3 separate regions of the Sus scrofa genome follow, and regions 2 and 3 are each linked to region 1. The links are chromatin contacts, called in public Hi-C and HiChIP or PLAC-seq maps. All regions are on one chromosome and are shown on one strand. The core of a region is the stretch at or near the end of the contact, and the rest is flanking DNA. Distances in the headings are between cores, read along the strand shown. Region 1 holds the start of GLYATL2 (glycine N-acyltransferase-like protein 2). Region 2 holds the start of MED19 (mediator of RNA polymerase II transcription subunit 19). Region 3 holds the start of ZDHHC5 (palmitoyltransferase ZDHHC5).

Evidence for each region. Hi-C and Micro-C count contacts between places; a contact is called where the count stands out from the background. HiChIP or PLAC-seq counts read pairs in DNA pulled down with a chosen protein or histone mark.
Region 2: a Hi-C map of embryonic fibroblasts shows a contact between it and region 1, with 2.9 times the contacts expected there. The contact joins the promoter of MED19 here to the promoter of GLYATL2 in region 1. A contact is called at or near these places in 2 of 5 promoter capture datasets (fetal skeletal muscle and liver) and 1 of 47 Hi-C or Micro-C datasets (embryonic fibroblasts).
Region 3: an H3K27ac HiChIP or PLAC-seq map of alveolar macrophages shows a contact between it and region 1. The contact joins the promoter of ZDHHC5 here to the promoter of GLYATL2 in region 1. A contact is called at or near these places in 1 of 47 Hi-C or Micro-C datasets (heart right ventricle) and 1 of 2 datasets of contacts at active chromatin or transcription factors (alveolar macrophages).

The regions. Positions count from the first base shown.
Region 1 is chr2:12,277,759-12,282,256 of Sscrofa11.1, forward strand. It overlaps GLYATL2 (glycine N-acyltransferase-like protein 2), which reads left to right and starts at 2,335. Exons shown (of 8, transcript XM_005660879.3): 1 at 2,335-2,448. FAM111B (protein FAM111B) reads right to left here and starts at 1,628. Exons shown (of 4, transcript XM_003353861.3): 1 at 1,431-1,628; 2 at 1,084-1,133; 3 at 64-229. The coding sequence starts at 144.
Region 2 is chr2:13,238,984-13,243,176 of Sscrofa11.1, forward strand. MED19 (mediator of RNA polymerase II transcription subunit 19) reads left to right here and starts at 2,328. Exons shown (of 5, transcript XM_003122715.5): 1 at 2,328-2,724. The coding sequence starts at 2,457. TMX2 (thioredoxin-related transmembrane protein 2) reads right to left here and starts at 2,287. Exons shown (of 8, transcript XM_005660896.3): 1 at 1,864-2,287. The coding sequence starts at 2,052.
Region 3 is chr2:13,274,005-13,277,921 of Sscrofa11.1, forward strand. ZDHHC5 (palmitoyltransferase ZDHHC5) reads right to left here and starts at 2,513. Exons shown (of 12, transcript XM_021083028.1): 1 at 2,405-2,513.

The DNA.
Region 1 (4,498 bases), core at 1,085-3,584:
GACCCTAAAGTAGTGCTATGGTTAGAGTGTGGCCTCAGGAGAGTTGTTAAAAAATAGACATACCTTTGAAATTTCAGGTCCGGTACTCAGGTCATTTCCTACAGTGCTGAATGACTTGTTCTCTTCAGCCTTCATGAAATTCATGATGATTCCTAAGAGAATATAACCACTGCCGCCACTGGCCAAGACAGAGAAACACGGGTTGGATTTGCCCTCCTACTTGAAATGACTAAAACAATAAAACACAAGATATATGAAACAATAAGTTTTGAACACCTGTTGTCAGGCAGGGCAGAGCAGTGATGTCTAACCCCAGGAGAGGGTAATCAGAGGTAAGACCTCAGAGCTGTTAGCTTATAGCCTGGGGAGTGTTTCCAGGCTGTGTGTCAGGGAAGCGGGACACAAGCAGAGCCTGTCAGTTTCCTTGAGTTGAGAAGAGAAACTAAGAGTCACGGAGGGCCCAGGGGGCTAGAGTTTGTAGAGAAGAGTACTAGAAAGCTACAGCTGCCCAGATGGAGGAAGTGTGGCAGATCTGTACTGGGTTCCCTTCCCTTGAAACTGCAGCTTAATATTGCTCAGTGCATGAGTGTAAGAAACTGCTAGAAGCCAGGAGAAGAACTGCCCAACAGGAAAAAAAGGAACAATTCTGAAGCCCATACAGGGTTGAGAATAGTTTCTGTTTCCCAAAGGCAAACTAGAAAACTTCATAATTCATAATATACCAGGCAGTCTCTTCAGAAAGGTATTGCCTCTACACTCAATAGGACAAAATTAGTCCTAGATAAAGGCCACTCTGGTCTCACCTGACAAAGTTTAAAAGCAAGGCTTGGAAGGATGACTCTGTTTCCAAACTGTGCACTAGAAGGAAGTTCTAGAATATTGATGAGAATAGAAGCATTTCTTGAACACCCCCCCCCCATGTGAAATCGGCAATGCTTGATGTCCAGTCAAAAATTACCAGGCATAAAAAAGAAGCAGGAAAATATGATCCACAATGAGGAGAAAAATTAGTGAAAAGGAACAGATCCAGAAGTGGACACAGCTGACAGAACTAGGAGACGAGAATATTAAGACAGTTATTACCTTAGACGTCTGGCCAAATAAAGTGCCAGGGACCGGATTTACCCTCCAGTCTGAAAGCAAAACGGACAAAAGTAGGCAAAATCGATGGAACAGTAACTTCCAAGGAACTTACATGCGCCCCCCTCCCTCCCTCCAAAGCCCCACCGCACCTCGGTTGGAACAGCTACCTAGACTATCTCAAAGCCTTTCCAGGTGTAAAACTCTTGAGGCTGGGGAGTGGTTTACCACAACGGGAGGATGCCTCAGTCCCTCTCCCTCCAAAACCTCCTAGGATCTGGACTGAGATCCTTCTAGCTAGCGCCCTTGACAACCATCCCCTAAGAACTCCCACCGGAGGAGCCACTCACAGAAGCTGTGAATCTGCCCCAACAGTGTCTGTGCCAGCCTTGCTGGGATCCAGAAGAGGGGCGATGACGGCGCTTCGCTGAGGCTTCCTGGAATGTTCACCCTAGCAAGTGAAAGCGAGCAATGCGCCAGGGAGTAGACCGTCGGGCGGGAAGCTGCAGAGGCTGTCTGCGCTCTTCCGACAGACACTCATCCACTTTGGAAGCCGATTGGCCGATTCCGGCCTCTGAGCGGGTGCCAGAAAAAGATGGGTGTGGACTGCATCACGCGGGGTAACGGGGAGAGACGTGCCCAGCCGCGCAGATGGCCGTGATTACCCCGCCCCGGTCCTGTTCATCCATTCCCTTCCCACCCTAGGTCCACAGCCAGCTTCCTTGTTCCGGGTCAAACTTGGAGCAGTTATTTCCCTTCATCCCTGCCCGCCAAATCTGCATCTATTGTAGTCGGGAGAGTTGCTGAGCTAGCGAGGGGCGGTAGAGGGAGGAGCGTTCTGCCCGAGGGTCAAATTACACAGTGGCGGCTTGGGGTGGGAACGGTGAGCCCCGGAGTCGGAAGAGCAGGCCCAACAGCCTGGTCGCTGAAGCTGAGTGAGCGGCCATCGCATCCCCTCAGCCACTCCAGGATGGGCAGCAGCAGTGGACTGAGCTTCCCAGGAGAGGCTCCTGGCCCGGAACCTGCGGGGTTGTGGCCGTACACTTCGCCAGCTTCCAGCGCATGAAGTGGCCCAAAGCAGGCGGCAGACTTGGTGTCCCCCGCAAAAGTGACAACTTCATCTAGAGGCTGTTGCACAGAAACTCTCCAACCAGGAGGAAGAGACCAGCAGCTGCCCTCTCGGTTCCCAGAACGTGCATTAGAAATTTCCAGTCCTAAGGGGGCTGCAGCGTTACCCATCTTCCAACTGATGACCAAAAAGTGGGCTTGAGAAAACATTTTACCGTTTAAGAAACTGAACAGGAGGGGGTGCCTTCGTTTTGGATGCTATTTTTGAGAAGCTGGTCAAAGAAGGGGAAAATAGAACTGGTAGGTGATGAGTAACCCTTCCTTTTGAAGTAGAATGGATGTTTATGTAAAGACTGATGGTGTTGGGATACTACTGACAGCTTTTCTGGACTTAATGTAAACTATATACAGAGCAACTGTGATCATTGTTTAAATTCCAGGTGCTCAGTGGGGTTTGGACAGAGTGAACCTTAGAAGTGTAATTGTAAAAATAATATGAAAAGGCTGGAAGAAAAGAGAAAAACTATGATAATTTGATCAAATCACGGCTCTTCTTTAAATCATCTTAAAGTGGTACAAGTGACCGGTACTAACATACACAGAAGGAGGACAAATTTTTGCCCAAGGGGACTTGCTGATTCTCATTTCTTTGTAGACTGGAGATGTTAAAAAAAAGTTATGAAAAGTAAGAGGCGTAGGGGAGGGTGCTGTTGATGTTGCCTGATGTTTCTGAGGACGGAGAATTTGTCCTGGAAAGGATCATAACTTCAGGAGTACTCGTATTTGCCATGGTCACTAAGCAAACTGTAGGTTACGTTAAGGAGTCTGGATTTTATTACAAATGTGAGATTTATTCTAAACAGAGAGTTTGAAGCAAGGGAGTCATATAATCTGATTTTTAAAAAAATCACTGGCAGCTATAAGGGCGACAAACTCTGGGGGACAAGAGTAGATACAGAAGGAGAAAGCGATGAGGGGGAGGTTACCCCAGGTTTCCAGAGATGTGGTAGGGGCAGGCTGCAGTGGTAGTGATGGAGGGGCGAATGCTGTTTTGATGCTGCATTGATTTTGAAGGGCACGTCCACCGGTTTTGTTTATGGATGGGAAGTTCAGGAAAGCAGAGAAAAAGAGGGCTCAGTGATGATTCCTGGGCTTTTGAATGGAGCAACCTGAGCAAGGATAAAGTCTCCATTAACTGGTATGGGAGATCCCAGGCAGGAGGTGTTTCTTCTTCTGCTGCTGCTGCCGCCGCCGCGTGTGTGTGTGTGTGTGTGTGTGTGTGTGTGTGAATTCTGCTTTGACATGTTGATTTAAAGATCCTAATCCATTCCAACTGTGTGACGAGGAGTGAAGTAAAAGCAATCACATTCAATATATGATAGTGAGTCCCCAGGGAGGGTCAGGAAGGGACAGAAGACTGAACATGCCAAGGAATAACATAGACCAAAGTGAAAGAGAGAGAGAGAGACAGAGAAACTTGGACTTATGATGGTAACGATGTTGGCCATTCACTGACAAGTCTATTTGAGGTGCTGTGAAAAGGAAGAGGCAAAAAAAGAATTCAAAGGGCCATAGCTCAGTAGAAGATAAAGAAAAAAACCTGCCTTGTGTCCCCAGATCCTCTGTTTCTTAGGTGACGTTGAAATGTTTACCTCCCAGTGGGCGTCTGCCTACTCGTAATGGCATCCCACCCAGCACAGGATCCTGCCAATCCCCGAATGCTCTGGCTTCCAGAGCCCAGTGGACTGCTGATGCTTGTCACTTCCTATTTACTGGTCATCGGAATAGCACCTGAACCATATGTTTGCAATTGCTGGCCTGATGCCATTTGGGGTGTGTAGCCCAGCAGGACCCTGTGAGGCCTTCCTAGAGGGGTCCCCCACTCATGTCTTCCACCTGCCGTTTTGTCTATAGAAAAACTTTAGTCAAAGAATTCATTTAATCAGGGAAGCGAGAAAATGGAAAACAGCCAAGCAAGACAGAAGAGTAATAGTTCAGCCATTCAGCAAAGTCAAGAACCTTTTGTTCTTCCTCCAGAACTCTAGATAATATTCCGAGCCATGCCCTTGGAACTGTTTTGCAGGTGCTGAAGCCCCCGCCAGGTGGAAGGATCAATTGCATGCTGTCCAGGAGCAGGTAGACCCCAGATTGGTTGGAACCAGAAGGTTGATGACACTGACTCCCAATTACCACCAACCAGTCCGCAGAATATCCCCAAGCTGACCAAGCCCTGCTCCTTGAACCCTGTAAGACTTCTCACTACTCCTTCAAGGGAGTGGGGAGCAGTGGTGGTGGCCACAGTCCTTGAAGCACTAGCCTGCTGTGTTCCCTCTTTGCCTGGCAACTAAAG
Region 2 (4,193 bases), core at 1,078-3,577, 960 kb after region 1:
TCCAGAGTGCTACATAATCTTTAAATGCTATCACTCTTTCTGTATTACTTCAAATTCTTCTAGTAGGAAATTAACATTCCCTTATCAACTATTTATTACTCTGACAGTGTATAGAGGAAAAGCAAAGTGCTTGATTATTTCTTTTATTTAATAAAATAGAAATGAACTTTTATTCTGTTTAGCCACTGAAATTTTTTTTTTTCCTTTTTTTTTTTTCAGTGCTGCAGCCTCAGGATGTGGAAGTTCCTAGACTTGGGGTCGAGTTGGAGCTACAGCTACTGGCCTACATCACAGTCACAGCAACGTAGGATCTGAGCCACATCTGTGACCTACAACACAGCTCATGGCAATGCTGGATCCCCGACCCACTGAACAAGACCAGGGATTGAACCTGAATCTTCATGGATACTAGTTGGATTGCTTCCATTGCTCCACAACAGGAACTCCCTCTTTTTTTCTTTTTCTTCCACCCACAGCATATGGAAGTTCCTGGACCAGGGATCGAACCCGTACTTCCAAGGAACTGCAGTTGGATTCTCAACCCACCGCACCATGGTGGGAACTCCAAGCCACTGAAATTTTGAGGTTTACCTGTTATTGCTAAGATTATTTACCTTAATATTCTAACTTCCAAATCACCAAGGAAATAGTAAAAGATTTTTTCCAGGAAAACAAACACTAGCTATAAACTCTAAATAGTTAAAGGTCCCTACTTAATAGGTTCTTTTGGAGTTCCTGTCATGGCACAGTGGAAACGAATCTGACTAGTACCCATGAGGATCCGGGTTCAATCCCTGGCCTCGCTCAGTGGGTCAGGGATCTGCCATTGCCTTGAGCTGTGGTGTAGATCTGAGACAGAGCTTGGATCCCACGTTGCTATGGCTGTGGCATAGGCTGTAGCTCTGATCTGACCCTAGCCTGGGAACCTCCATACCCCGCAGGTTCGCCCCCCTGCCCCCCAAATGGATCTTTTGAAGCACCACAGCTATACATGAGCTACTTAATAACACTGGGAAAGAACGGCGGAAGTACGAAAAAGTAAACAAGGGAAGGAGAATAAAAGTAAGGAAGTAAGTTCTGTCAAAAGTCAAGACTCATTCTGGGACCTGGAAAAAAAAAAAGACAAAAACTCAGGAAGGCCCTCCTTCCTCGTAACACAGATTCAGCTATACAGAAGGGGGCACAGAACTTCATCTTATTTTTCTGAGTGGTCCTTCCACTTCTACTTAGGAAGTACTGCAAGAGAGTTCAGATTGATTTCTTTACAATGAATTTTTTTTACAATTCCATTTCAATAGGCCTAAAACTTTATTCATTTTTACATTCTCAGGATGCAGCACAGTGCCTAGCATACAGTCCTCCCTCTGCAGTTGTTAACTGAATTAAAATGACTGATGGTGCTGCTGCTTTGGCCAGAAGAGTGGTTTCAAGTCCCAGCCACTCACTAGTTGTGTGACCTTGGACAAGTCTCCTAACTACGCCGAGATCAATTTCTTCATCAGTGAAACGAGATTACTACTACTTGCCTTGTTTACCTCACTGATTCCTCAAGAGGCTTTACATAACGAGAGCAGCACTGTAAAACAGTGCAGATGCCTCGTTTGGGTAGGTACGAATTGTGAGACGGAAAGGACCTTGGACTCAGGAGTCAGAAGACCCCGGCAGGCTAACTCGCTGTATTCCCATCTTAAACGTGAAGAGGTTTACACTCGACGACCGCCCAGGCTCTAGATTCTTAATAGCTTAAGTCCGCTACAGGTTGGGAACCTCAGGTGTTCTCAAACAGGTGAACCTCGCATCTCGTAGATGCAACCTAGGACAGGGTGTCAAGGTCGCGGGGTCCTAAGGCGGGGGGTCGCTCACCCAGTCAAAGTCACACGGGTTGCCGTCTTCGCGTTGCGTGGGGAGATTGTAGCAGACAGGGGGCAGCTTCCTCACGAGTAGGAAGGCAGCAGAGAGGAGGGCTGACAGAAGGTAGTAAGGTCGGGCCAGCCATCGTGATAGTCGAGGTATCGAATAAATAAGAGCAATTAAAGGCGCGAGAACCGCCATCTTCCCGGCTCTAGCGGCGCCAGCCGCTCCACGGAGTCCGTGAGCCTGGTCCCGCCTCTCCCATCATTGTGCTTCCATTGGGCCTAGTCTCGGATGCACCGCCTCTAGATCCGGAAGCAGATCTCTGACTGGCTTCTGCGTCAGGTTAAAAATGGAGAAAGGGCTTTGATATTTTATTGGCTAATCTAGCTGTCTTTTTTTCCACCTAAATCGTTTTATTGGACATATGCGACTGCGGCAAGTAGGAGATACAGGAGAATTTAAATAAAGTTAAATAGTACTTCCGGAACGTTCTCAGAAGGCGACGGAAGTAGTTGCAGGAAGAAGGTAGGAAGGGCCCGAGGCAACCCAATGGTGAGAGGCTCCTGAAAGAGGAGGGCGGTACTCTGTGAAAAGATTGACCAATGAACGTCACCAACGCCAGACACCGAGACAGCGCCGGGGCGGAGGAGGCGATGGAGAATTTCACGGCGCTGTTCGGAGCTCAGGCTGACCCACCACCGCCCCCGACCGCACTTGGCTTCGGACCTGGAAAACCTCCACCCCCACCGCCTCCTCCTCCGGGCGGGGGGCCGGGCCCCGCCCCGCCCTCTACCGCGGCCACAGCCGCTCCCGGCTCCGACAAGTCAGCGGCCGGTTGTGGCCCCTTCTACCTAATGCGGGAACTGCCGGGTGAGTACAAGGCCTGGTCAAAGCCAGCCAATCAGATCATAGCGAGGAGAGGCGGGGCGTGGCTCTCAGCCTTCCGACTGGGGTGAGGGGTAACCTAGGCAACGCGTGGCGCGATTTCGGAACACTATACTAGAAGAGGTTCTGAGGATTCACAACCGAAAGAATGATTGGAATTGGGATGGATTAGGGGTGGGAAGAGAGTGGATCTCCCTGACCACCTTTCACGCCCGATCCTGCCCCTGACGCTGGTTTTTGACTCCCTAAAGATTATCCTAGCTTTGAGTTTGGTATTTGAGGGTCCTGATTTAACATCCCTGCGGACCCAGTTCCAGATCTGCTTCAAACTTCCTGTTGGTTTGGGACATGTTGTCTTTCTTCCTCTGGGCCTCGGGGTTTCAAAATGTGTTCGAAGAAGTGATTAGAATTAAACCAGGTTCTTTCATTCAAAAAATTATTTTGTTGCGCACCCACTCTGTGTACCAAGCACTCTTCCAATTGCTGAAGATACAGCTGTGAACAAAACTGACAAGATCCTTGCCTGTTTGGGAGTTTACCTGCCAGTGGAGGAGTCAAAGAGTGATAAACAGATATCTGCGGATAAACAGATAGTATCAGATAGTGGTTATGGCTACAAGGGGGAAATGTGATAAAGAATTGAGGGGGCAGAACTGCTTTAGCTAGAGTGATCAGGAGAGCCCTTTCTGAGTAGATAACATTAGAGCTAAAATATAAGCACAAAGGAAGAGCTAGCCATTTATGAGTGGGAGGAGAGAGAACTCTAGATACAAAAAATGAGATTAGAAGGCCCAATGTGAGAATAACCTTGAATATTTGAGGGACAGAAAACCACTTGCACTCCGGGGAAGTGAACAGGGAAAGAGCGATAGGAGATGAAGGTGGGAGAGTAGGCAGAGGCCTCTATAAGACATTTTAAGTTCAGGGGGAACCATTTTGACACAAGAGTCTGAAGTGATCTAACTTCTAACTTATTTGCTTATTTTCAATCATTCGAGCAGCTCTATTAAGGAAGCAAAGTGGGGGAGTTCCCGTCATAGCACAGCAGAAATGAATCCGACTAGGAAGCATGAGGTTGTGGGTTTGATCCCTAGCCTCACTCAGTGGGTTAAGGATCCAGTGTTGTCCTGTGCTGTGGTGTAGGTTGCAGACGCAGCACAGCTCTAGCATTGCTGTGGCTCTGGTGTAGGCCGGCACCTGTAGCTCTGATTTGACCCTTAGCCTGGGAACCTCCATATGCCTTGGGTGCTGCCCTTAAAAAAAAAGAAGAAAAGTGGGAAAATTGGTCAGAAGTTACAGCTTAGTAGTTCAGGAAAGAGATGATAGTTTGAACTAGGAAATAGCAGTAGAGGAGAGAAGTAAATGGATGCCAAATAAATGTTAGAGGTAGAACTGACAGGAATGCAGGATTGAAAATAGAATTGAAGGACAGAGGAATTGAGGGCAGTTTGGAA
Region 3 (3,917 bases), core at 1,263-3,762, 1.0 Mb after region 1:
CCAGCAGCTGTAGCTCGGATTAGACCCCTAGCCTGGGAACCTCCATATGCTGCGAGTGTGGCCCTCAAAAGACACAAAAACAAAAAACAATGAGAAGCCAATTCTTGGTTTGCAGGCAGTACTATTAAAAATAAACTTTACCCTTAAAACTCCAAGATTAGAGAAGGAAAATGGCACTGCTTGTATTTTATCATTTAGACACCACATATTATTTCAGATTATATTTTCTGACAGGAAAAAAGTCACATGGGCTACTATTGCCATAGTAATTCAGAGCCACAAAAGGCCATGCAACTTGGGGAGTACAATACAAGGAAACAAGAGAGATCAGCATCTGAGATGTTTAAGGTATGTATGTTAGAAGTGACAAGACAAAACCTAGGACTTTATTGGGTGTAATAAAGATGCATCAGCTCTCAGCAGAAGGATGTACTGTGGGTAGTAGGAATGAGACCGCAGGGTGACTGTGGCTCATCAGAGCCAGTAGTCTGGATCCATACCAGTAGAAAAAGGTGCACAAGAATGTGTATGTCACATTCGGGCATAGAGCAATCTATGGATTGGAAATATGTATATATATATATATATATATATATATATAAAACAAATTACAAAGGTTGGGTTTGAGGGCTTTAACAAAGGTTTAATACAAGTACCTCCTTAAAGGGGTGAATAGGTATGGCAGCAAGACTGACAGCACAAGTATTGCTTGTTGAAATAAAGAAGTATAATAGTATAAGTCTTAATACAAAGTAACCAAGGTATCATGGAATAACCCACATGTCAAAATACTGGCTGAAGAGTCAAACAGAAGTTTAATATGGGTGTTATTACATACGGGGCGGCGGGGGTGGGTGGGTAGTAAAGTACATGGCAATATAAATCTTGTAAGCATTAGGTGGGTTTAAAGAATGGGTGATAAACATTCTGAAGAGATTTAACCCAGTACAGAGAAATACTGGGATAAAACGATAGGGATGCGAATAAGGTCAACCTAGACAAGATGGCATTAACCAGGAAGTGAAAAATCCAAGGCAGAAAAATGATCTAGAGTATAACATGTATCTAATCCTACACCTCCTTTCGTAACTTTAAGTCTCTTACTTCTCATTTCAATGTTTTCATTCGGCCAAGTGGGTAAAACGCTTTCTACCTCCCTATCTCACAAGAGATTCCTATAGGTAAAATAATGTCAAACACATTCGAGTTCCACTTGTAAAAAGTACAGAGTACTAAAAGCATGGAGCTCCCGCTGGTGGGGGTAGGGGAGGAAGCGGACGGATGCAAGAGAACAGGTAACAGGATGAGGCTTGAGCCAAAATAAGTATCAGCAGAGTGGGGTGAAGGACCTAAAAAGCAGGGAGGGAATGGCACCCAATCCCTACCCCGGAGCGGGGGTATCGAGAATCACGGTAAGGGGCAGGGATGGCCGAGACAGGGAAGACCGCATCCGCGGCGGCAGGGCCCATTGGAGCCGCGGGAGACTACAGAGCCCCGGGTCGCAGAGCCGGGGGCGGGAGGGGCGGCGGCTGGGCGCCAGGCGCGTAGGGACCGGGGTCCCCAGCTGGGACCCGGCGACCCGGCACTAACCGGTTCTGAGCCCCGGCAGCCGTGGATCCCCGGCCTCTACTCGTCGTCCGTTTCCGGGGCCCACGGGTCCCGCCGCAGTTGGATGACCCGGCCCGGAGGAGGAATGGGGCCTCAAACCACCTCCCCCTCTTGGGTCCCCCTTCCCTAGAGGTCACTCTCCCCTCCCACCTTCCTGGCCCGACACTTCCGGTTCCGTAGGGGCCGGTGTCCCCGGTACTCACCCCCGGCGCTGTTCCCGTCACCGCTACCGTCGTAGTCGCCGCCGCCTCCCGGTAGTGCCGTCCGGCCTCTGAGAGGCAGCGCGCGGCCGCCGCACGCTCCACGCCCGCCCTGCTCAGCGCGCCCCCGCTCAGCGACGCTCGCCTTCGAGTCAGCGCGCGGCCGTTGCCCTCAGAGCCGGGTCTCGAGCCCTCCCAGCGTTCCCATTGGCTCCCTGTCCCGGGCGCGCGCGACGTCTCGCGCAGGGCACGTTCCTCTCATTCATGCGGCTCGCGCCGCCGCGCCCGCCCCCGCTCACTCTCCCATTCACCCATAGCCCCCACCCCGACGCAGCTCTAGGGCGTGCGCGCGCACGCCGGCGACCGCGGCGACCTCGCGGTCTGATTGGCTGCAAGAGCACAGCGCCGTACCACGCGAGAAAACGAGAACGCGCGCGCAAGGGCCTTCGACCAGCAGAGATGGGTGGGCGTACTGCGCAGTAGTCGGAAAAGGGGAAATGGCGGGGCCACTCTTCCCTTTTTCTGCTTCCTGCTTTGTGCCCCTCCCGTATCGAAGCAGGAAAACTCAGACGTGAAAAATAATTAAATGTGCGTACCGAGAGTACTCAAAAGCAAGTAGTTACCCTTCCAAATTCGCCAAACCCCCTCCAGTAAGTGTGGTACGCTCCAGACAGGCTTCTGGAGTAACCAATCACCCACAGGCCCCGGCGTCTTCCGGCTTCAGCTTCTTCAGTCATTGGCCAACAGTTTGCCCACTAATTGGCCCTCTCCCTTTTTTCTTTTTTCTCTTTCTTTTTTTTTTTTTGATGGCGAAAACTTTATTTAAAACAATTTTGATGGAGCATTCATTAGACCGGCGAGTTCCCTAGTACCAGCAGAATCTCAGGATAATGGAAAGGTCTGGCTTATGGCTTCCGCACGGAGGGGCCTCCCGGAGTGAAGAGTCTGTGGGGAGCGAAGCTCCTGCCGAAGGCCTAGGAGGAAGAGGAAGGAGAGCGAGCGCGAGCTTTGGAACCATAGTGCCAACCGTGGAAGAGGAACACAGGACGCGCGCTGAGGCAGTCGCAACCCCCCGGAGTGGGAGCTGACTCTTGGCTTCGCCTGATTCCCTTAGCGTTTCACTGCAGCCCCTGAGCTGGGTGCCGACATGTAACCTCGCCCAATCCGGGAAATACAGGCAGGAAGGAAAAGATTCTCTAGAAGCTCCTGTCTCTGGAGCTGCTGGCCAACGCTACATAGATCACAGCGCCACATCTTGTCCTAATTAGCCCTACAACGTTGTGAACCCAAGAGCAAGGCCTGGTGTTCTCATTTAGCTCAAGGCCATTTCTTTTTTGAAAGCTGCCCTGGCTATTACGTAATAGTCTTTCAAAAGTGTTCCACCAGCCACTTCACTGAAGCCAAGATTCCTCACCTGTAAAGTGTGATTCTAAATCCTGCGGTCTGTCCTGGTCTTTGGTGTCAAATGTTGCTAGTTTAAAATATGCTCTGAGCACTAGGCGGCATGGGAAAGATCTGCCTTCTTTTCTGAGGTCTAATCTAGTTCTTTCTCTGACATGGCTTATGTAACAGGTTCTATTACATGCTTGCTAAGTGCCTCAATCTACCATTTGTTGCTGCATGCTTCAGAGTTTTGTTTTGTTGTTGTTTGTTTGTTTTAATGGCGGCACCCGCAGCATATGGTAGTTCCGGGGCCAGGGATGGAATAGGAGCCGCAGCTGCGACCTTCTCTACATATCCATAACCCACTGCACCAGGCTGGGGATGAAACTTGCTCTGCCACAGAGACAAGTCGAGTCCTTGGTGGGAACTCCTGCATAGCTCTTTTAATGACAGTGTGTATTTAAAAAATGAAATCTTGGAGTTCCTGTCATGGCTAAGTAGTTAACGAATCTGACTAGTATCCATGAGGTTGCAGGTTGGATCCCTGGCCTCGCTCAGTGGGTGGGGTATCCGGCATTGCTGTGAGCTGTGGTGTAGGTTGCAGGCTCCACTGGAATTCTGCGTGGGCTGTGGCTGTGGGGCAGGCCGGCAGGCAGCTACAGCTCCGATTTGGCCCCTAGCCTGTGAACCTCCATATGCTGCAGGTGGAGCCTTAAAAAGCAAAAA